Regions from separate parts of the Anas platyrhynchos genome. Here region 1 is linked to region 2. Evidence: chromatin contacts called from public Hi-C data. All regions are on one chromosome and are shown on one strand. Each heading gives the region's core, a stretch centred on a gene start, on an enhancer-like site or on the middle of the called end of the contact. The rest is flanking DNA. Distances are from core to core; before and after follow the strand shown. Region 1 holds the start of CFAP298 (cilia and flagella associated protein 298). Region 2 has its middle 6.6 kb from the start of HUNK.

Region 1 (4,016 bases), core at 839-3,338, 280 kb before region 2:
TTTTTGCTTAGGGAGCTCTCTCATTTCTGTTTCCCTTTGTGGAATTTCAAAAGAGGCTCCCTGCTGGTAGCCTTCCCACTCCCTTTTTACTGTTTTGTTAATTGATATTTATAAGTATTTACCAAAGAGCTGCCAAAGTTTATTGAGATTTGAATGTTGACAAGTATTGTTTAGAAGTTGTTTAATTTATAACAGAGGCTATGGAGATTTGTAAGGCTTATATTTGAATGTGAGGCACAACAGAAATAGTTTAATTTCAAAATACAAACAATGCTTTGTGTATTAATATATTCACTACTTGACTTCGATTTTCTGTGTCAGTACATTTCAGGTGTTAAAATATTATTGTCACATATATTGACTAGCAGTAGTTCAGAGTAATTGTTCCATATCATCCACTTATTCATTACTCTTTTAAAGATACTTTATCCCCACACACAAATTGGAAACAATTGACATAAGTTTTCCCTCAACCTCTGGAAACAAATCCCCTTGAATCTTGATATATATAAAGCAGTCTTTTACCAGTTACAGACAACATATTACCATTAGCTTGTCCCACCCTCTTTCACATGTTGGAAGGGCTCTCTTGTCCTATAGAAGGCCTTGCATGAAAGAATCAGCGGTCATTGTAAAATATCAGAGGAGAAAGTCATCTTACATATTTGGGCTGTCCTCCCACCATCCTTCCTGTCTACTATACTTACTGCTGCATTTGTCAAAAACGTCGCCTTCAAAGAGAAGAGAACTGCAGTTCTCTGAGGTGAATGTTATCGTTTAGTCGCTTTTGCAGTTATACTAAATACGTGACCCTTTGTTCCCCAGAGACGGTGACCATCCTGTGTGTGGTGCTGCTTTGAGGCTAGCAAAGGCTAAGTTTCAGTTTTACATATTATTCTATAAAAATACAACTCCGTGCTTTTATGTTTTCTAAGGCTCACATTAAATTACATAAAATGTAGTGTTTTATTATCATGAGCAAATTCAAAATAACTGATTTCCTTACAATTTGCAGTGTCTTGGGACATAACTTCCCTGTGCAGATGTGTGCTTTCACCACAAGCTGAACGTGTCACGATGTTGTCATCTCTTGGGGGACTGCAACTGCCTGCCTACACTCATGGGCTTACCTGCAAACAAACTGTACTGGTTCTGCAGAATTAATGCCTGAAACTCAACATACTAGCATTATAGTAGTAAAATACAGAACGACAGTACTTTTTTAAAATCCTCAAATGCTATCAAAACATTATTTATAAAATAATCCACTCTTCCTTTAACACTGTCTGGTTGGCCATGAGCTGCAGCTGGGTAGAGAAGTGACTATCGTGAGTTTTATATTGTGCTTTTTTCTGTTCAGCTCATTAAACAGTACTTGCACATTTTAAACAGCGGTGGTACTCTAATCTTTGTGCTTCAGTATGTGGATTACCTTGTTTTACACTGTTGGCTATAAACATCTGTGTGATCGGTGTTTTGGTATATTCTTACATTAGCAAAACAACTTTGGGGGGAAACTTTTTCCTAGTGGGAGTTACGTGATAAATATGTTCTTCGTTGAATATTTAATTACAGTGATTAAAAACTAAAAAAAACGTACCTGGTATACAGCACCTCTGCACTAGACGGGATTACGGAGGCTGACAGCAACGTACTGCGGAGATCACAAGAACTGCTCCAAAACTAGAGAGCGTGTGTAAATATCGCTAACCACCGTGACGTGTATTAACGAAACAAATTACTAGCAGCAGATCTGGGACGGCTAAGGATTCAGCATAGAAACGCTCAACACCTTCCCATGACTCCTGTGTTCCCTGTGGTAAATTGTGGTAAAAATGTACCCGTTTTTTCTTGCTTGTGACACACGATATTTATGGCTGTATACTTTCCAGAACCGCAGTATTGAAACTCAGTGGCGTGCACCATGCCGTTATATACCCTGTGGAAGGCGGTGTTGCATTAACGAAATAAACATACCTGCCCTTACCAACTCACCCTTCTCTCTCTTTGTACCGGAGCCGCTCACGCAGCAGCAGCCCCCGCCCTGAGGCGCGGCTGAGGGGAGGCGCGGCTGAGGGGGCGGTGCCATTTTGTGTCCCCCCGCCCCGCCCGCCATAACGGCCGCAGCCGAGCGCGGCCGCCATGCCTGGAGCGGGGCCGTGAGGGTCTGTGAGGGGCCGTGAGGCGCCGCCATGGTGCGGCTGCACGTTAAGCGCGGCGATGAGAGCCAGTTCCTGCTGGAGGCGGCCTGCGGAGCTCGCCTGGCCGAGCTGGCGCCTCTCGTCGCCCGCATCTACAACGGGAGGCTGAAGGTGCAGCGGCTGTGCGCAGGTACCGGCCGCCATCCCGCCTCCCCGCCGCCGTGAGGGGAGCGGCGGCCGCAGGGCAGGGCAGGGCGGAGGGGGAGGCAGCGGCAGCGAGGAGTCGGCGGTGGTAACCAGGGGCTACCCCTTGGGTAAACACCTCGGCCTGCCCTCCATCGGGCAGAAATGGTTGCAGAGAGTTGTGTTTGTCCCTTGGGTCGCACCGGGAGACGGGCTGACCCCACGGCTCTGATCCAGCACCAGAGGCAGAGGCTGCCTGTTTATCCCAGGTGTGGGGAGATTCGCTGCTGTGTAGCGGTAAAACGTGCTCCCCTCCTGAAATAAGCTGCCTTCACGAAAGCGTTTGGAAAAAGGAACATGCTGTCAGCTAAAGCTGACTAAAAGTAAGGAAAAGTTCATAGCTAGCACGTAGAGAATCACAGAATCATTAAAGGTGGAAAAGACCTTCATCTGGTATCACATAGGGTTGGGTACCTAGCCTTGTTCCATTTGTTACACTGTTTCAAGTATGTGTGAAAAAGTGTGAATTTTAACGTAATTACTGTGTGTATATACGTATCTATAACATATATCTGTATTTAACACACACATATATATACAACATATTTATATATATACAAAGCATTTATATAAATATATATTCATTATTATTTTCATATACATAGATCTTTAAAAACTGAAGCCCAGCAGTAAGGCTTTCTGCATGTGCATAATCCAAAAGGGCATTTCTCGGTGCTGTGTTCTCAGTAACACAGGTTTCTAACCTTGTTCTCCAAACGCTTTAAAGAGATGCAGGAGCTGGCAGAGCATGGTGTTTACTTGCCGCTTAACATGCAAGGGCTGACAGAAGAGCAAATTGAAGAACTGAAGTTAAAGGATGAGTGGGCAGAGAAGTGTGTACCCAGTGGCGGGAGTGTCTTCAAGAAGGATGAAATTGGACGAAGAAATGGACATGGTAAATAGAGCTGAGATGTTTGCTTCTTTGTCTGTAAGCATAAATAATCTGTGATATCATGAGGAACGTGAAAACCATAATTCTGAACTTCTTTTTCACCTCACTGTCCTGGAAGAAGAGAAAACCAAGTCAATACTTAGTATACATTCGATAACAGGCCAGCCTGATAGCCAGCTAATGTTTCTTTGCCAACTACAGTGATCATCCTATAAACACACCGTATTAAAGGCAGTTGTAGATTTGTTATGTAAGAAGCTATTTAAGAGCCTTTTTTTCCACAATAAATCAGCTAAATGTTGAGTTACATACATAAATCCTGGGTTAGGACCTAGCGTAATGTTGATTTAAAAGCCTAAATGGTGTTATATCTCTTTGGCACACGTGCTATTTAACTTTGCAACTGTAATGCTTGGAAGTAAACTCCAAAAATAAGCAAGCAGTTGCCAGTATGGAGAGTGACTGTTTTGCTTCAATTTATTCTCCCTGTTTGTAAATGCATACTTGGGTACTGTTTCTCTCCGGAGTTTTAAGGTGTTTTGAGTTAACAGGTTCTTCTAGTGTCTCTCAGTTCTTGTATTCACTGTGACTCAGGCTTCCTGAACTCATTCATCTCTTTTTCTTTCTGCAAATTCTGCTCCTGCCTTAGCACCTGCTACGAGCATCGAGCACTGCTTCCCTGCCACCTCAGTGCCAGGGGCACGAGGGCTGGCTGTGACCATCTTTGTGCTGGCTGCTTT
Region 2 (3,758 bases), core at 559-3,058:
ATCTCTGACATACAGAAGGAGTGACGCACCTCCCTGATGGCACAGTGAGTCACGGAAAAACAAACAAACAAAGTTTATCCAGTCACCGTTCTAACTGCTGGTCATGCAAATCCCATCATAAAACTGATATAAACACAAATCTTGTGGGTATAGTTGGTGTTAATTAGAATTTGGGAAGCCTTACATATTTAATCAGATTAAAAACCTTGACATGAATGCTGTCTTGTATTCAGCTATGAAATTTCATCTTGGTGCACTGAAACTGAAAATACTAATTTTCCAAGTGCCTTCCATTATATTCAGATACACTTCCTGCATGATTACTGCAAACCTCACCTGCATGTCATGGTTAACTAGCTGCAGTCATGATGCTCTATATGCCACTTTCCTAACTTGAAACCACACCAAAAATTCAAAGCTGGGAATTCCAGATATGAAGTGTGCATTTTTTTTAAAAGGTGAATACTTTGACACACCTTCAAGACTTGGCACAGTCCTGAAACATTTCCAAAGTGATATTAGCTTAGTAATAAATAAAGAAAAAAAAAATTAAATGTGAATCCTCTTTGAGTGATTTTACCGAAATGGGACTTGGAATCTGAAATTTCTAACAATTCCCAATTAGCATAATAATCTATGTGTTTATCTTTAATTCGCAAAATTAGTTTATTTATAAGATTCATGTTTTGGTAGGACAGCTCATGCAGGAAAGAAGGAGAAGACCTGGCTTTTGGTCCTTGCTTTAGAGTTTTGCCAGCAGTGAAAGGCTGCAGCAGGTGTAGAGGATAAGCAGTGGAAGCAGAAACAGCATAAGGATGGACCTGACGATGCTGCACAGGAAGAAAAAGGCCAAAGCACAGGTGAATGGAGGTAAAACTTGGAGGAGCGCATCTGATTTCAGTAGAAACATAGTTATAGTAGAAACATAGTTATATAGTAGAAACATAGTTATAGAGCATCAGCGACTCTACAAGAGCTTTTAGGTTGGAACTATGGTACTTGTGGCCTAGGGTACTTTCTAACATGTTTTGACACCTTCTGATTCCCCCCTGGTTTTATGTCTATGACAAAAGCCTGAAGGAATTAATCAGTACCTGTTTACCACCCTCCATTTAGTTCATAGGTATTTCAGTCAACAGGTAACCCAGCTGGATGCCAGGCTTGCAGTACTTTCCTTTGCGTGCTTAAAAGAAGGACCAATCAGAGTGAACTCAAAAAAGGAGAAGAAATACATTTCTTTCTTTGTTACCTTGAAATTCTTTAAGTTTTAATAAGGGCTTTGTGTCACACAAGCTTCTTCTGTTCAATGATTCAGTGTTGGTTTAATCCTGAGCATATAATGTGTGCCAGTCTGTTGTTATAGAAGTGTCTGTGATGTGATTTCTTTGCAGGACCGAGGCAGAAGAGCCAAGGAGAGATCACGCTCTTGGTCGGGTGTAAAGAACCCTAGTGGCACAGGCAGCAAAAGGGGGTCCTTTCAGTGAATTTCTTTACTATAAAATGCCTGTAAGGTTAAATTATTTTGTTTAATTTCCCTGCAGTTGTTAACTTTCAGATAGTCTGCATGCATGCAGATTGTTTAAAAAACAGACACGTAGCGTGCTGGCCACTGTTCTTCTCGCACAGACTCCCATGGGACATGTTAACCATAAGCCTCGCTGCCAGACCCTCCGGCACAGATCTGAGCAAACAGATGGGCCTTACATCGTGCCCTGAAAGTCAGCGGACTTTGGCTCTGCTAGGCCACTGGGAGAAGTAAATTCCTGAGCTGAGCATGTTTCACAAGGAAAGCAGAGCTTACACTCTCCAGATGTGCAGATTCAGGGTGTGCCGGCGAGAGTGCTCTGGCTGCTCTCAGCTGTCAAGATAGCGCTCGGAAGAGGAGAGGAGGAAATTCCTCGGGCAGCCCCAGTCCCAACCACACAGCTTCACTGGTCCAAAGGGGTCGTTGCAAATCCACAGCCCCAGGATCGGTGCAGGAAGCAAAGTTTGGAAACAAACAGAGCGTGCAGACAGTGTTTATTTAACACGGGACGCTGCTCTTGATAACGTAGTTCATGCATGATATTCTAGTGCAACATTTTTCTAAATGATCCAAAGTTTTCCTGCACTACCTACCTATTCTTTGTTAGCCTGCTTCCTTTGCTCTTCCTTAGCAAAGTCTGGGGACTTTGTACAAAGCCCTCCTTCCAAGGCTCGCTTGCATCCCACTCACATTTCAGCCCACAGATGAATCTCCACCGTGCCCTCTGCACACACAAAAGGGATGCTTGCTCCATTTATTTTCAGCTTATTGCTTCTCCCTTACATGACTTTCAGTCCAGAAGTGCTAGCAACAACCTACTGCATTGTTTCTGCATGAAGATCCTGAATCTACAGGCTCAAAGCAGCCTCCCAGCACTGCCAGCTCACCTCCTCAGCCAGCTCGCCTGCAGAGCCTGCACTAAGCTGGGCATCTAAAAACCATTACTCAGGCCTCCAAAAGTAATGAAACTGTCCTGAAAGTAAGTGCTAGCTCTTTACATTCTCCCTTCTTGGTTTCTGGCTCTTTAGGTTAGTGCTGTGTAGGACATTTAGTCTAGCCCTGAACATATGTGCTCCTTCAACCGTTTGTTTACACGGGTAGTCCATATTCATATGAACACTCCTGTTTAACAAAATCATAGTAGTCCTTATCAGGAAGTTTTACAAATTAGGTCCTAAATATGCGTGGGATGATCAAATCCATTTTGCTTATAAAAAGAGTTACTCACTTTTTTTTTTTTCCTTTTTCTGTAGAGAATTTTCAGTGAGCATGTCCTTGCAAGTAACTCAATGGAAAACTGGAAGCAAATAAAGTCCTTACATTTTTACAGGTAGACTTTCTAGAGATATTAAGAAAAAAAAAAAAAAAAAAAAAAAAAGCTATGGGTTCGTGCATTTACGTGATTGCAGCACCACTCAAAGATGTGTTTGAATATGCCAGGATATCAGGCTGACTATTACAAAACGCAGTAGATTATTCATTTCTGCACGTGTTTCTATAGCAAACACTTTTTCTCTTGAATCAGCACTCGGTTATCCACCTGGCTGAGGAACACTATGTATCATGAAAGATTTGGCACAGAAGAGGAATTGCACATGAAAGCTTTGGCTTTGGTATCATTCAGACCCTGCCACTCCTTGTTTGCTCTTAACTTGAATGACCAACAGAGAGAAGGTGACTCAGGCCCTAGGTGGGTATTTCTACTTATCAAAAATATCATCTTAGTCTATTTAAAGTGTGGCCCATAACTGCATACACAAAGGAAAAAGAAGGAGGAGGAAAGAAAAAATGTTAAATTATCAGAATATCCTGCACTCATGTAACCCCATCTGGAAAACCACATCTGGTTCTGTTCTCCACAACTCAAGAAGTGGGCAGACCGAAGAAAATTCTGAAAAGAACCATGAGAATGATTAAAGACCTAAATAATACACTTCACAGTGGAAGAACTCAGTCCTTCTAGCCTAGCAGAGGGAGATGACGACTGTAGTCTCTATTGCTCAGAAGTATGAATGCACACTCACAGACAAAGCTATAATGAGATCCAGCGGTTAAGAGCTGAATCTAGACAAATTCAAGCTATACAACAAGACACACATTTTTAACAGTAAGGGTAATTAACCATCACAGCAACCCCGTGAGGTGCTATGGCAAGTTCTCCTTCTTTGGAATTTTTTAAATCAAAATCAGATGCCTTTTTTTTGTTTTTCCTTTTTTCTTTTTTCTTTCTAAA

What was found. Hi-C and Micro-C count contacts between places; a contact is called where the count stands out from the background.
Region 1: a Hi-C map of subcutaneous adipose tissue shows a contact between it and region 2, with 2.6 times the contacts expected there. The contact joins the promoter of CFAP298 here to the enhancer-like site in region 2. A contact is called at or near these places in 2 of 8 Hi-C or Micro-C datasets (F1 follicle and subcutaneous adipose tissue).

The regions. Positions count from the first base shown.
Region 1 is chr1:110,417,825-110,421,840 of IASCAAS_PekinDuck_T2T, reverse strand. CFAP298 (cilia and flagella associated protein 298) reads left to right here and starts at 2,088. Exons shown (of 7, transcript XM_027449193.3): 1 at 2,088-2,331; 2 at 3,112-3,279. The coding sequence starts at 2,193. SYNJ1 (synaptojanin 1) reads left to right here. Exons shown (of 31, transcript XM_072026416.1): 31 at 1-1,986. It overlaps LOC139999207 (a long non-coding RNA gene), which reads right to left and starts at 2,134. Exons shown (of 3, transcript XR_011804448.1): 1 at 1,996-2,134.
Region 2 is chr1:110,132,996-110,136,753 of IASCAAS_PekinDuck_T2T, reverse strand. No RefSeq gene overlaps it. Among named protein-coding and RNA genes, the nearest start is that of HUNK, 6.6 kb to the left of the region's middle. Within about 2 kb of position 1,808, at least 2 of the 8 cell types and tissues checked have an H3K27ac peak or open chromatin away from gene starts, as enhancers often do. A contact at or near this core is called in subcutaneous adipose tissue, where this site is marked.